Linked DNA regions of Drosophila melanogaster: region 2 is linked to region 1. Evidence: chromatin contacts called from public Hi-C data. All regions are on one chromosome and are shown on one strand. Each heading gives the region's core, a stretch centred on a gene start, on an enhancer-like site or on the middle of the called end of the contact. The rest is flanking DNA. Distances are from core to core; before and after follow the strand shown. Region 1 holds the start of PGRP-LA (Peptidoglycan recognition protein LA). Region 2 holds the start of CG44837.

Evidence for each region. A called contact is a pair of places that touch in the nucleus more often than the background predicts.
Region 2: a contact with region 1 is called in a Hi-C map of the OSC cell line, with 8 times the contacts expected there. The contact joins the promoter of CG44837 here to the promoter of PGRP-LA in region 1. A contact is called at or near these places in 5 of 107 Hi-C or Micro-C datasets (the OSC cell line, the PNm cell line, embryo and 1 more).

Annotation. Positions count from the first base shown.
Region 1 is chr3L:9,332,607-9,336,414 of dm6, forward strand. PGRP-LA (Peptidoglycan recognition protein LA) reads left to right here and starts at 1,726. Exons shown (of 6, transcript NM_206304.2): 1 at 1,726-1,829; 2 at 2,004-2,321. The coding sequence starts at 2,024.
Region 2 is chr3L:11,937,131-11,940,938 of dm6, forward strand. It overlaps CG44837, which reads right to left and starts at 1,742. Exons shown (of 4, transcript NM_001300108.1): 1 at 1,570-1,742; 2 at 1-1,377. The coding sequence starts at 1,210.

The DNA of each region.
Region 1 (3,808 bases), core at 476-2,975:
AACTAAAACAAATGTCAGTCGTAGTTGACGCGTTGCCACCGACCACCAGCCACCAGCCACTAGCCACCGGAGCGGTTCCAGAGCCTCCCTCCCCCCGTCATCAGCCCCTTGATCCCTGCCAGCGAAATGCAAATGTCATTTGCAGTTGACACTTGACTCAGCACTTCGCACTGTCCTAGGGCACTTTGGGGTTTTCACCTGCGTCTTTGCGCCCGGTTTGCCGCTTTACCCCAAACCCAGCCCACTTCACTTCACTCCACCCTTAACCATTTACTGCGTTTGGTGGCACAATGGCTGCTAGACTCACACACCCGCGCAGACAGCTGGGTGAATAAAAGAAAGTAAAATAAAACAAAAGTTGGGGACTAGCTCGAAAAAAAATAAAATGGGGGCAAGCTGGGGGAATAGGGTGTATGGCAAAGGGGTGCGAGGGGTGTCGACTAATGCCAACTGAACATGAATAAAGTCGTGGCCCCTTGGGAAGCTGCTACCGCTGCCATGTCGTCGTTATTCTCGTGGTCGTCATTAGGAGGGCAGACGTCAAAGTATGCGCTTTGTTTTTGCTGCGTGCCATGCAGCGTGTTAATAGCCAGGCACCGGGCTCCAAGCCACAGCGAGAAAATCCCCCCCACCCTGACCGGAAATTTGAATTAATATAGCATTCATAAGATAAAATCCCAAAAAGTCTTAGATTCCTAGATGTCAATGGGTTGCGAAGGGTATAGAAAACAAATGGTTTATAATAATTAAATAAATTATAAATATAGATCACATTTTAAGGTAAGCTAATTCTATGCCAAATTCTCTCAGTGTATTACCGTGAGGCATGAAACCGCTTGCCGCCCGAAAGCCAAAAAGACCAAGTTGACATAGTCTGGTGGATGGGTGAGATGGATCGTGATGAGGGGCCGTGGCGGTTCACATGGACCAAGAGCCATGGCAAAGTCAAGTGCTGCAGTTGCCGTCGTGTGGCGAAAGTGAAGCTTGCACAGCGTGCAGCGAGTGGCTGACATCTCGTGTGGCTGTTGGTTGAGCGTTGAGCACATTAAATTGATGCGCTTGATAAGGATTACAAAGAAAAAGTGGCTTAAAAAGAACACGTATTTAAAAAAATTGCACGAAAATTAAACGTTTTGTACAGCAAGCCAAACTAATTTAAAACATATTTCCACTTTTAGATTATATTTATTAAAACATTTTAACATTGAATGTTTTTTTTATATTCGAATATATTGAGGTTCAACGGTGCGTATGCGTAATTAAGACGCCACCTGTTCGGCTAGTCATTGAACTTGAAAAAAGCTTTGAGGGCTCTTACTTATGCTAACATCCCCAAGAGGGCGACACTTGGAGTTCAGTTTAAAATATAAAATAAATGCTTTATATTGCTCAAATTTTCCCATTAGAACATAACTATTAATAATTTAATTTATTTTCCAGATTAGCTTTGAGTACTATTCCACTAAATTCAGACACTTTATGCAAATGACTGCCAGTCATAGGCCTGCAATTAAATTGTAAAAAATGCAAGATAAACTTTAAAAATTTCCCAGCTGAAATGATTTTCATGCCATGACAATATAAAAAAAACCGGAGAGTGAGTGCTAATGGAATCGCAATCACTATAGTGCCGAGTTAGCGAGCCAAGAGAGAGGATTCGATATTTTGTTTACTTTTCAGTTTCATCCCCACCGGCTGAAATGCAACTTTGAGCAGTTGTCGTTCGACTGGCGCGCCAGCTACGTACTCCGGAAAGAGTCACGGATTTTCTGAGATTTGATCATCTGAGATCGTCATATTCAAGCAACCCTTTTTAAAACATAAACAAGGTAAGGTTTTTGCCCTTTTCATATGGCCTTTTAAGGAGCAAATAAAAGTTATTATCTGCAATTACGTTGATACATTCTTAAAACAAATAAAAACCAGGAGATAAGTGGCTTTATAAATAACTAATTTTATGAAAAACCCGTAATATAACGACACATAACATATGATGTTTTCAGCAATCCAAAACGAATCGGCAATGTTCGAGGAAAACAATAGCCCCACAACCGATAATTCGCTGTGGACACTTCAGGGTCGTCAAAGAGCGAGTCCCGCCCAAAGGTTGCACAATCTCACGTCCGCCGGCTCATCGACCTCATCCTCCGGCCTTCCGTTACCGCAGAATATCTTCACAAATCCAGCTATCCAGCCGTCCAGCGTTATAAATCTCAACCACTCCACCGACGTGGTAATCGGTCCCATGACCCAATACCAGGGACCGGTATCCATATACTATATGGATTATATGGAGGCACACGCCATGCAAACGGCTGCAGGTGAGTCCCCGATCCTGAATGGAAAATTATAGTTGTAAACGGGAAAATTAAAGCAACAATTAATTAATAAAATTAACATATTTCTACTGTATAACAATATAACAATAATATACGAGAATAATTATATTTTTTTTGCAAATACTATTCACTTTTTTCCCAATGTTTTTAAATATTAAGCTAAATAGTGCAGGGTGCTGAACTTTACCCAAATAAAAAGGTATTTTTTTTTGGTAAATTTAAATTATTTTAACATAATATATTTATTTTCGAAACCGGTTGTTTTAAATTTATTATGTTCAGTTGCCAGATCGTGGTTAATTTCGATTTGGGTATATCAGCAAGTTTTGATTCAGATCACGAATCAAACTAATTACTAATAAAGTGTTTTATTACGATTTCACTTGACAAATTCAACTATACGACAATTGCATGTTCTGAAGATCTTGTTCAAAATGTTAGCACTTGCAATTAGTCAGCTTAAATGAAAAGAAAAATTAAATATGTATAATTCATTATGGATAATTAGTTCCACAACTCGATCGATCACTATTCTTTGGCTATGGGTTCAATAATTTAGCGAAAAGAACAGAGCAAATGAGTGAAAAACCAATGTAATTGAAATGCAAATAGCGTGGGGCGGGATTCCCGGAATAAACGTACACATAAAAAGTCGGGATCTCGAGCAACAAGAGAGCACTCAACGCTCAGTTGCACTCGGTGGTGGTGAGAGCTAGTTTGTGGATCAAACTTTAGCCACTTGCGATGCACGGCGCATATTGCGCATACGTCACGTAGTACGGAAGAGCGAAAGGGAGAGAGAAATACGAGAAGTAAGAGTGCAAAGCGTGAGTGTGTAAAAAATGTGATATGCCAAAACAGCAACAAAAGGCCGGCGATATCATCATGACGCACCCTTGCCGCCCCCTCAAAACCCCACTTCCAACCACTTCCACCCCCCCCCCCCTCGTCAACTCAACCCCTGGCCTTTCTTCACGCAAGCAAACACAAAACATGTCAACGCAAGGGTAGAGCGAGATGGCTGACTTCCAGCGCTTTTGCAATTTGTATGGCTGTTGTTTCTCTTTCTGTTCCATCGACAGCTGCGCCGCATTTCAGTTGTTTGTGCGACGGGTTCAGGTGCGGTGGCGGTACCAGTGGCACTCCGCCGTCCGATTATCGGTCAAACCCATTGTACCACATTATAAAACAATCAATTTGCAGACCACCGCTGTTCCCAGTATTTGCTATGATATTTGTTACCGATGACTCAGTGGTCAATTACTCATAATAGATATATAGGCTTATAATGCCGTGTTTTGTGTCCAATAACGAAGAGGTGTGATAAGCTTAGTGGATCGAAGTGCCATGAAACTGTTACTAAAAGTTCACTCGGAACGCACGGCGCGCAGAAGACGTACACCCGAACCCAGTTTAGCCCACTCCCGGGATTCATCAAGTACATACATAAAATCTAATATCTACTAATA
Region 2 (3,808 bases), core at 492-2,991, 2.6 Mb after region 1:
TCTGGCGAAAGCGAATGTCCTTTCCCTGCTGCTCCAACAGCTCTACAGGATTTGCAGCTTGATGTGGCTGCGGGGATAGATGCTGTTGCGCTTCCCCGGGCCAATCGAATGAGCAGGACTTGAACACACGTCTGCCACCCGTTCCGCCCACCGCTGTGGATTGTGTTTCCCTGGCGGGACTGTTCTGTGGACTGGGGCTAATGGCATTAACTTTGCTGTTATCGCTCTCTTGGGCTGTTAAGCTGCCGACTCGCAGGAGAGCGCCGCGCTCGAAGCTTTTGGCCGCCTGGTGGAAAGCTCCGTACGCAACAGTTTCGTCCTCCTCAACATCGCTGGCATTCTGGTAGCGACGCATTGGCGGGGCGCCACCAGTTGCTCCGGCCACGTTACCGTTACCAATGGCCGCCGCCGTTGGCGTCACAGTTACCGCCGAGCTGGCCGCACTGAGCATGAGGCGGAGTATTTCATTGGTGTCCTTCGACGGCAGCGGCACACTGCAGGAGCCCGTTTCCGCCTCGGAGATTTCCTGTGTTTCCGAGTTCAGCTCATCCGAACCGTTGGGCTCCTCGACTTCGATCTGTTGGTTTTGGCGTGCACGTTGGCCCACTATCGAGGCGGCCGTGGAATTGGCTCCGTACTTCCAGTACGTTTTTCCAGTGCCAGCGATCCTCTGCAGATGACTTCCAGCCGCCTGACGTTTTCGCTCCTGCAGCTGTTGGAGATTTTTAAAGACTTTTCGCACCGGTTGCGTGTGATGCAAGGTGGCACATCTTCTCATGGGCGGCGGCGTATATACCGGGGAAACACTGTAGCTGTGCGAGTGCCGACCGGGCGAAAGTGAGCCACTCGACTTCGCGCCCACTAAGCGGGCTTTCAGTTTACGGCCAAAGCCCAGGCCACTTCCGCCTGCCGTTGCGCTTCCGGTTCGCGAGGTGAGTGAGTGGGCGGACAAGGAGAGGGCGCGACTGAATCGCAGAGCCGCTGATCTCTGCTGCTTGACGGCCATCAGCTGGCACTCGTCGATCGTCGGCAGCTTTAGCAGGTGAGGATGCAGCTGGGCATAAGTTAGTGAAGGCTTCGCACTGGGCACATCCGGTGAGGGATTCGGCAGCGGATCGAAGAGGTTTCTCTGGCTGAGGGCCAGGAACTCGCGCTGCTCCTCCTCCTCCAGCGCCTTCAAAGCACGCAGGTCCCACTCGCCAGAAGACATGGTTCCCTTTAGTCACTCATGGATTGTTAATTCTTTTTCACGAATTTTAGTTGATATTTGAGTAATGACACGCAAATCATCTTTATTTATGTTTCAGTATTAGCACTTATTCTGGTCTATTTACTTTTAATTTGCATATTTATGAAAATAAACACATTTTTGGTGGCCTAAGTATTCAAGTATTCAAGGATATAACATTATAAAGGAGGTACAACTTATATGTACATATAATATATTGAAAGCAAGTAAAATAATGTAAGCTAAGTAATAAATATAATATACAAAAAATAACGTTTCTATTATGTAAGTGAAAGTAAATGATAAGATAGTAGATATAATAATCGGATTCCAAACGCTACCTATTTTTACTCTTTCACTAACAATGTTATGTTTGTTATGCTTTTCCAATATCACGGCGTAAACTAAAACAAATAAATTATAACACGTCAATCCCGCCAATATTCCGTCACATTTTCCGTTGGATAAAACCGCTAACGCTACCCGGTTCAATTCAATTACCGTTGCCACGCGGCGCTGCCAACACACTGGGCTCTTCAGTGCTGCGGTACCGTTACTTTATAACGGCACTGCTAACAGCAGCAGCAACAGTTTCCGCAAGGAGTACCCCCCAGTGGATGGATGCTGTGGATCGTAAGTGACCTGGCCCAACAAAAAAGTATGGCAGTGGGTCGCCATGTTAACAGTATGTAATGTAAAGTCCATGTTAATGCAAAGATATTTTATTGTAATACTTATTTGAAAAAAAGTAACTATAAAATATAAAACAAATATCCATTGGAATCATGTAACAATAAAAAGAATTTAACCTCCAAAGTAGCGTTTTTTTGTTTTAATGCTATGCCTTAACAGACCTTAAAACATTTTTACCAAACAGGGCTTTTCTTATTGAACTCAATAGCATACATTCTTCTTGGTAATCAAAGTTACGCTTGCTCCTGGCCACAAAGCCAAAGTCTATTGTTTTATGATGGTGTTATCCCAACTTGGGGCAAAGAGTTGGCCCAAAGGTGATACCGCAGGTGACGGGGCGGCAATGAAATATGCAAGTGCATTCATTTGGCATCCAAAGCAATTTCGCAGTCAGCAGGACGACGACACATAGCCATTTTTGTTAACCTCATCTCAAAATGTTCACCGACCCCCAAGCCAGCACTCAGAAAAATATAGTGTGATATCTAATATTATGTTTTTAAATTCAATATAAATTATTTAAAAAATCAATGTGCGAATAGCTAGAAAACATGATATATTTTAGTTGTACAGATGAAACGGCCCACGCATTAAAATTTTTTTTGTAGTGTGACCATTTCTTGTAACTTAACATTACAATGCACGGCCACATTTCTGCACACCTGTACCTGGGTACATATGTAAGTACTTGCTCATGGCACACACATACTCTGAAGTGCTCATCCTTCATCCTGATGTATGGCCATCAAGCATCGGATGGGCTGAGTGTCGGAACACGGAGGGGAAGTAAGTATGTGCACCGCTGAATCCCCCGAATCGTGTTAATGAAATTCAAGCTGGGTCAAAAATTTGCATTAGCACATCCGGCATCCATATGCAAATCATATTTCAGATACGAGGACTCACATGATTAACAAAAAGCGGATCGATGGGACGTTCGTAAAAACAAAAATATATATGTAACTTTGTGGATATATATCCATTGCTCCATTAAGTGACTTATTTTAATCTTAGTATGCAGGCAAAGGAATAATTAATTATTATATAATTATATTAATTGCCGTTCTCTTATAATAAATTAAATTTTTTCTATGGCACAACAATTATTTGTTAATAATTACAGGAAATATCTACTAAATAGACGTTTAAATTGGTTTTATTTAAACCTTTCACGTAAATGTGAAGGCGTTGTGGTAATTAAAAATATTTAAATATTAAGAAAAAAACAGAAAAATGTGGTTTCCTATTGTCTTGTAAAGCCAACAAATAATTATTTTGAAACATTGGCTTACTGCAAATTCCCGTGGGAATTTTGCTGTCTAAACAATTTAAAAAGGATTCTTCTTTATTTAAAGCTTAATAACTTGGAAAGAGAACCAAAAGTTGGCCCGTGAAGGGCTCAACAATGTCGGAGTCAAGCCATAATTTTTCGTGAACATGTTGGCCAGCCACGCCCATGTCCTCGACGGCAAATCCCTGCCACAGAGGATGTCAGAAGTCAAGATCGAAAACAAGTGAAAGTTGCAACAAGCCATTCTGTTTGAGGTCTGCGTTTAATTTTTTTTATGGGGACACTGTAGCCAGTGAGTCGAATTCGAACAGGACCTCTTTCCTTGACCAAATAACGAACTTTGGCTGGAAGGTCGGGAACATCTGCGCCACAAGTTGCGAGCCCAACCAAGCCACCGAACTTTATTGAATAGAAATTCGGTTTCGTTTCCAGAAACTTCATATTTCTGTACGTTATTGTTCCTTCCCCCGCATGAGATACTTTTGCTGTCTGGCGGCGATTTGGTTTCCAAATGTTAACCCTACCCTGTCTTCTCAACTTATCCAGAAAAGGGTGAAGCCAAGCACCACGAAGCCACAAACTTAAATAAGTAATTT